2 separate regions of the Zea mays genome follow, and region 1 is linked to region 2. Evidence: chromatin contacts called from public Hi-C data. All regions are on one chromosome and are shown on one strand. The core of a region is the stretch at or near the end of the contact, and the rest is flanking DNA. Distances in the headings are between cores, read along the strand shown. Region 1 has its middle 65 kb from the start of LOC103632602. Region 2 holds the start of LOC100282194 (Cysteine desulfurase mitochondrial).

Region 1 (4,374 bases), core at 384-2,883, 290 kb after region 2:
GATCAACTCATATGCTTCATTGTAGGGCGGCTCCTCTTCGACCACCTGCTATTCACCTGTGGGGGGGGTTATATATCACAAGAGTGAGCTCACAAAAGATCATAGGCCAACAAGTTGTGGGGAATAATGTGCATGAACTCACCAAAGGTGGGAGGTCATGTGAAGTGTAAGGCTAATCAATAAGTAAGGGTTAAAGCTTAGCATTGCTTGTATAAGTTGGTCAAATTTTTATTAGCAGTTACTAAATGTAAGTAAATACCAAACCAGAGTAATAGTAGATCAAAATAATAATAAATCCCAATGCGATGCAAATGACAAATTGAATTTAATTCCATAAATTAATCATGTGAGGGTCCGAGCCGCTCATTACCGTGAGCACGGATGATATACCAGTTTTACACTCTGCAAAGGTTTCACATATTTACCAACAAGTCATGTTATCCATCTGCCAAGGGATCGCGGCTCCCATACACCTCTACCAAGGAAGTGAGGCAGGGTAACACTACGAGGCCTTTATAAAGTTCCACTAGCTTCAGAAAACCCGCTACAGTTTCTAGGAAGCTCCAATGTAGGAATCCCTCACCTGATCGCCATCGCAGCAAAATCAACCCAAGGACTTCTGTACACTGACCACTCCCCTACTGCCCTTGCCCCTTTCGGGTAAGGTAGTCGTCCACAATTAGTCAGCCAAGGACGTTCCATACCACCCTTGTGGTAGCACTATTTTCCCAGGTGATCACTCCATGTTCCAATTAACATAATGACCTTATCATGAACAGTAAATAACAGACTGATAATAAAAGTATGATCATGAATAATGTGTATCTCCATACAAAACCACATAAAGCAATAGCAGGTACTAAAATTCAGTGGTAAGCAAGGTATAAAGTTAGCCAAACTAGGGTAACCTATTGGGTCCCATCAAAATAAACCTATGCAGATCATTATGATTAATAAGAACATGGTTGGATAAAAAGAAGTGATCAAGGGCATAACTTGTCTTTAACGAGCTCCTGCTCAGCAGTCTCCACCTGCTGAACATCGGGATCCTCTGTGGCTGGCTCGTCTACTCGCAACAATACAAACAAACATGGTATAGCAGAAATTAACATCACACCAAACAACAAAACAGAATGTATGATAATATTCTAAGCATCATAACGAGATCGTAGGAACAAGAATCACTAAATTCGGAGTTACGGTTATCTAGTTATGAATTCCTGAAGTTACTTAGTAACTAGAATAGAATAATTCAAGTGAATAAATTTAATTCAAGTTTCATGGCTAAACAGAGGTACTAGATGATAGACAATATTAAAACAGAATTAATGCCACTGGACTAGATTAATTTGGAGTTAAAATAAATTAAATATGAATTATACAAGTTTCTGGAATTATTTTTATATTAAAAATCAATCCCTATAATTAATTTCCTAATTTCTTTGTTCTCTAGACTACGCGTCAAATCCAGAGAAGTGCAGGGATTAACTCGTAAATTTATTCAGACTCAGGTTACTGCTACTGTGGACGGCGGGTTCTATTTAAAACAAACGTAGGGGCTCATTTAGCAATCTGCATAGCCGAAGGGGTATGGCGGCCCATCAGTCGTTTGATCCAAAATCTGTGCACCAGATTAGACTCATGCTAGTTACTCATTAGCGCTCTCCCCTGGACGTCGGATCCGGGATCCATGGGTGCGAGCCCACCAGCCCGTAATAAAATCCAACGCCTAGGCACAATGATCGACGGACATGATCAATTCCCTGTCGAACGAATGCCCTAGACTGATCCCAGTCGTCTATTTCATAATCTATGGACACCTTGGCGTCATCAACCTCATGACGCCCAGGCACAGCCGTCGCGCCATACCCAACACACACTCTCTCTCTCTCCTACCAATCAACCGGCATTCTACCCGGCCAAGACCAGCCAGCGTTCGCCACCGCCGTCCTCCGGAGGCGCACCGGTCCCGGGTCCGCTCCAACCCCACACTCTCGCGACATCTCAACAAACCCCAAGATACCGCATAGGAAGAAACCGACTCATCGTAGATGAGTGCGCCGGTAGGGTCTGCCTGCTCCCGATGACCAACGTCCCGCCGCCGACGACCCCAAAATGCTCCGAGCTCCTGGCACACGATCGGCCAAGCCCCAGACCCGGCACCATAGTCACTACACCGCCGAATGCTCTTCTCTCCACTCGTGTTGTCTATGGCGATGATGATGACGTTTGTGTTGTGTTTGAGGGAGAAAGGGGAGGAATAGGTGGGCGCACATTGTAAATATCCCAGGGAAGCCGCGGTGGTTGCAACAGTCCCGCTATTTGTGCGTAGCTCGACGGCTTCGGTGGACGCGAGGGCAACGGCGAGGAGATAAATAGTAGTCGATGGCCCACTAGTCAGCGAAGCTAGAAATCCGCTCTGCGCGACTCCCGACCCCACGATCCAGCGGGAGCTCGTTCGTTGTCCCCTTTTCGCAGTGCGCCGACCACACGGGCCCGCAAGCAAGTCACTCACCAGGCGTGCTTCACACTTGCTCTGGGCCGCGCGGAGGGAAAACAGAATGGGCCGACCGTGGGGGATTGCGGCCCAGCGCAGGTATGGGGTTCTCTTTTCTTTTCTTTTTTCTTTTCTCTTTTCCTTTCTTCTCATTTTTGAATGCTAAATTCTAAATCCCAATTTTGATTGTAACTTTTGGACTTAAACTAGATGTACTAATCCCAGATGTTGATAGGAAAGACACATTTATTCATATATTTTTCTTCACATTATAGATAGGGTTTTCCTTTCTTTCTTTTCTTTCTTATATACATTATTTCTAATTTCTAAAATTTAAATTAGGTTTAATCCCTAATTCTCATTATTAATGTATCCTTATTAATATTATTATTTTATCAAATGCACAAACAATTAAACTCCAACATGATGCACATTTTATTGAAGAATTATTCATTTTAAATATGTTTCCTATTAGTTCTCATGGATGAGAAGACATTACACATAAAGTTTTATCCCTCTTTTTATTTTCCAAAGTTGGGTATTACAATTCTACCCCCTTAAAAAGAATCTCGTCCTCGAGATTAGGAAGGACTAGGGAAGAGGTGGGGAAAATCTACTCGCAACTCGTCTTCTCTTTCCCAAGTAGCTTCTTCTTCTCCATGGTGACTCCATTGCACTTTGCACATTTTAATCACTTTACTCCTTGTGACACGATTCAAAATATCAAGAATCTTGATAGGATACTTAGTATAAGTCAGATCATCTTGAACACTAAGATCCTCCATAGGTAGCTGTTCCTCGGGTACCCTGAGGCACTTCTTCAGTTGAGACACGTGGAAGACATCATGTACATCCACAAGATGATAGAGTAATTCCAGTTGATAGGCAACTTCCCCTACCCGCTTTAGGATCAAGAAAGGCCCAATAAAGCGAGGGGATAACTTTCCTTTGACTTTAAATCTCTGCATACCATGAATCGGTGACACTTTCAGATACACATGATCACCCTCCTTAAACTCTAGCAGTCTTCTTCGGGTATCCACATAACTTTTCTGCCTTGATTGTGCGGTTCTCAAATTCTCCCTTATCAACCATACTTGTTCTTCTGCCTCTTGTATAAATTCTGGCCCAAAGAACTGTCTTTCACCAGTCTGATCCCAATATAGAGGAGTTCTGCATTTTCTGCCATATAGAGCCTCAAATGGGGACATTGAGAGCACCTAGAGGGGGGGTGAGTAGGTGATCCTGTAAAAACTTAAATCTTAAAGCCACAAACTTGATTAAGTGTTAGAGCAATAAAGCCAAGTGGCTAGAGAGGAGTTCTTGCGAAACACAATAACCAAAAAAAGATCAACACAGAGAGGCACAGTGGTTTATCTCGTGGTTCAGCCAAGTCCAACACTTGCCTACTCCACGTTGTGGCATCCCAACGGACGAGGGTTGCACTCAACCCCTTTCAAGTGGTCCAAAGACCCACTTGAATACCACAGTGTCTCTCTTCCTTTCACTATATCCCGTTTGCGAGGAATCTCCACAACTTGGAGTCTCTCGCCCTTACAAAAGATGATCACAAATGAACACGGAAGTAAGGATGGGATGAGCAACACACACAAGTCCACAGCAATACACACACACGGCCAAGACTTGAGCTCAAATGAATATCACAAAGTTCTCACTAGAACGGAGCTCAAATCACTAAGAATGTCAAACGAGTGCGCAAAGACGAAGTGTGAATGATCAAGAATGCTCAAAGTATGCTTGGTGTACTCCTTCATGCGCCTAGGGGTCCCTTTTATAGCCCCAAGGTAGCTAGGAGCCGTTGAGAGCAATCCAGGAAGGCAAATCTTGCCTTCTGTCGACTGGTGCACCGGACAGTC
Region 2 (4,085 bases), core at 516-3,015:
ACAAATCACCAAGAAAATAGTGCACATGTTATCATTCTAAATCTCATCAGATATGTTGAACAGGTGCGCAATTATTTTATCATGTGATAGTAAACAAGGCACCATGGCATCATCCATTTTGAAAGAAAATGGAATATAGCAAAGAGCAGGCAGTTAGAGCCATATACCTATGTATGCGATCCGTGTACGCTTTCGAGTGACCGTTTGTCATGAAAACTGCCTCAATGTTGTGACCACTCGATGCTCTTGAGGTCAATGCCAGCCTTGGCCATCTCATAGAGTGGGCTCATGTCACGGAGCTTCTTCACCTGATGCACAGTAAGCTCAATTGCTCTGTCCACCTCTTCGTCAGTGGTAAAGCGACCCATGCCGAAACGAATAGAAGTGTGTGCCATATCCTCCTCCACCCCAAGTGCCCGCAGCACATATGAGGGCTCCAAGCTGGCACTAGTGCAGGCACTACCACTTGACACAGCCACCTCCTTCAGACCCATCAGTAAGCTCTCCCCTTCCACATAAGCAAATGACAAATTTAGATTGCCTGGGTAACGGTGCTCCATACTTCCATTGATGACAACATCATCGACCTGCGCACGTATGCCATCAAGCAGCCTCTGCTGCAGAGCACTGACACGCCTGTGGTCATAATCCATCTCTTGAGCGGCAATCTCACAGGCAGCCCCAAATCCAACAACAAGAGGTGTAGGAACAGTCCCACTGCGGATGCCACGCTCCTGCCCACCACCATTCATCTGTGGTTCCACCCTGATGCGAGGGCGGCGACGAAGGTAGAGGGCCCCCACGCCCTTGGGGCCATAAATCTTGTGGCCGGACAAGGACATGAGCCCAATCCCCATCCTGTTCACATCAATCGGGATCTTCCCCAGCGCCTGCGCAGCATCAGTGTGGAACGGCACGCCTTTCTCCTTGCAGATGCGCCCAATCTCCTCGAGCGGCTGGACGACGCCGATCTCGTTGTTGACAGCCATGACAGACACCAGCCCGGTGTCCGGGCGGATGGCGTCCTCGAGCTGCGCGAGGTCGACGAGCCCGTCCTTGCGCACGGGGAGATAGGTGACCTCGAATCCCTCCTGTTGCAGATACCTGCAGGAGTCCAGCACGCACTTGTGCTCGGTCTGCGTGGTGATGACGTGGCGGCGGCGCTCGCGGTAGAAGCGCATGACGCCCTTGACGGCGATGTTGTTGCACTCGGTGGCGCCCGAGGTGAAGAAGATCTCGCGCGGGTCGGCGCCGACGAGTGAGGCGACGCGGGCGCGAGCGTCCTCTACGGCGGCGTCGGACTCCCAGCCGTAGAGGTGGGTACGGGAGTGAGGGTTCCCGTAGCGAGAGAGGTAGAAGGGGAGCATGGCGTCGAGGACACGCGGGTCGACGGGGGTCGTCGCCTGCATGTCCATGTAGAGCGGGCGGCCCGAGATGCGCACGCCCTTGACGGTGACGGCCGCCTCGTCCTCCTCCGAGGCCACCGCCGCAGGTGCGACAGCCGTGGAGAGAGCGCGGGTGGGGATGGAGGCGCCGCGGCGGAGGAAGAGCGGGAGGAGGCGGCGGGAGAGGGCCATGTTGTGGGGTGGTGGCCGGGTAGAACGGGGTAGGGTTCAGGGGAGGGGTTGCGGCCGCCGCCGCTGAGCTCCCGTTTTGGGGGAGTGGCGATATGGGAATTGCTGGTTAAGGCCAGGGGGAAGGTGGGGAGGACTGAGGAGCCAAGCAGGGTATGGACGAGAACGAGCACGACGGCACGACGCGTCGACGCGCCGACGTCCGATGTGGATGAGACTATGAGAGGGGGCAAGGGAAGGGAAGTGCGTCACGCAACGGCGGCCCATATGTGGGCTGAGGAGCCGAGCTGATTGGGCTAGGACGCTAGGTTGGGATCAGCTTGTTTGGTTTAGATTTTTTAACTAGATTTAATATTAAAATATAAAATCTTAACTAAACGGTATAACTTCGTAATAGAATTCTGAAAATCTATGTATTGTTCTAGTTTAATTTAGAATAACTTTCTATGCTAAAAATTTAGATTTATATCATCTATGTTACCATATGCTCTTGTAGAATTTTCAGTTGACAGTTGTTTTAACCAAATATATTTTAATTTTTTTCATGTCCGTCAGCTCACATAAGCTTTTCACAGCTCACAGTTAAAATCAGATTTATATCTTGTGTGATCACACCAACTGCGTTTATGTTGTGGCTACTACTATGTACGAGAAGGAATAAGGTCTACCACATTTCAGTTGTAACCTCAATAGTGTGACAATGGGAGCATCCGAAAGAGGTAAGAAGTGGAGCACCACTTAAGGGCTTGTTCGGTTAGCTCTCAATCCATGTGGATTGAGTGGGATTGGATGGGTTTAAATCCCAAACAAGTCAAACTTCTTAAGAAATTTTTCCAATCCCATTCAATCCATGTGTATTGGGAATAACCGAACAAGGCCTAAGCATGAAGATGGCCTATAACTATCTATAGAGTTACCTGACTGGAGCATGGCCCTCGTGTGGGCTACCCTTGTGTGAGGCTCCAACGAGGATTATTAAGAAGCTTGTGCACTTCTTGATACCTCAGTAAAACTATCGAGTATCAATGAGAGTTTGTATCTTTATCATATTTAAGCTTCTTTATTTATATTACTGGATCATGTGGCGCCCATTCGGGCGCCCTATCCAACACAAGGTAAAACATGAGCAAACAATTATATATGCTATATTAAAATTCAGCAAAGGATGATTAAGTCTCCAATAAAACCGTTTAGCGCGGGGAGCAACAAAGCAACTATGAGACCAAACATAGATAGACCGAACATAATCCGCATTAAAGTTTTAGACCATACTTTAACGTGTTCCATAGTAAGACGGTCAGGGCTATTACAGCCTGAAACTGATCCCAAATAAGATTATAGGATCGAAGTCTACGTTTATGGGTCGCAAGTTAGGGATAGGTAGGCAGCTACGCGGGAGGTATATACATAGTACGGAGAGCTGATGCAACCCACATAGTTATGCACATAAATCTTACACAACTACAATTGTAGCTTCACGCATCCACAAAAGCCAACCACAAAAGCGACCAAGATGTCCATCCACAAAAGTAACCAAGATGTCATCTGTCATACGTTCAAACTTCAGGTTTGTCGAGGCTGCAAATAGATACAAGAATGTGAGTATAAAATTCATAAATATCCCATGTGGCATGTTTTGTCAACCCAAAAGAATTTGATACGGTTCATTTGTGCAAGTTGTATTCGAGCTGTATCCCTTACACTGACGCTAATTTGGTTAGAAGGCCTGAATCGCCTAGTATTTTGATTCGCAACTTCCTTTTAAGCATATTTATCACAAATTTATTTATTATCTATATTTCTATTATCAAATCAGAAGGCCTACTAAACCTGTTACTTTTGTCCTTCCTCCCAAAAAAGAACTATAACCATCCAAAGCACAAGATCCATGTAATCCATACGGTAGAGCTTATCTCCTCACAAAATCAAAACAAGGTCTATAGCTCTACGCTTGTAATAGTCCTAAAGAAGTACACACAACTTCATCAGAAACAAAATAAGTTTTCGTACAGATTGCTACTTCAAAAATTGAATCTACCACAAATTCAGTGAAGGGAAAACCAGACTAAACAATTATCCATGCCATATTCAAATTCAGTGAAGGGTTTCATAAATTATTCAGCACAATTGATACTTCAAAAATTGAATCTACCACAAAACTGGTTAGTGCGAGACGTACAGAACAACAAAACAATGATCATACCAAACACATAGAGAGGCTAAACATAATTCAGTGAAGTTGTTTTATGTTGTAGCACAAGTTACCATTCTTAGAGGTCTTCAACTCTATATCTTTGTATTTTTCACATAGTAATGTTCATGACAAACTTCTTCGGTGTGAGATCACATCTACATCCTTCTGTACAAGTTTATGAGCCTATTACTAACACTCCAGCTTTAGGGAAAGTGCATAAACTCTTTTGAAAGAATAGCGCAAAACCTTCACCTAGACATCATGGTCTGAATTCCTAAATGTGAGGACCAATGAGGAACAATTTGACAAAAAAATAT

The links. A called contact is a pair of places that touch in the nucleus more often than the background predicts.
Region 1: a Hi-C map of ear shows a contact between it and region 2, with 1.8 times the contacts expected there. The contact joins the enhancer-like site here to the promoter of LOC100282194 in region 2. A contact is called at or near these places in 3 of 25 Hi-C or Micro-C datasets (ear, endosperm and leaf).

The regions. Positions count from the first base shown.
Region 1 is chr7:97,238,173-97,242,546 of Zm-B73-REFERENCE-NAM-5.0, forward strand. No RefSeq gene overlaps it. Among protein-coding and RNA genes, the nearest start is that of LOC103632602, 65 kb to the right of the region's middle. Within about 2 kb of position 1,634, at least 16 of the 20 cell types and tissues checked have an H3K27ac peak or open chromatin away from gene starts, as enhancers often do. A contact at or near this core is called in ear and leaf, where this site is marked.
Region 2 is chr7:96,946,350-96,950,434 of Zm-B73-REFERENCE-NAM-5.0, forward strand. LOC100282194 (Cysteine desulfurase mitochondrial) reads right to left here and starts at 1,766. Exons shown (of 2, transcript NM_001155106.2): 1 at 168-1,766. The coding sequence starts at 1,577. The coding sequence ends at 222. It also overlaps the pseudogene LOC100193241.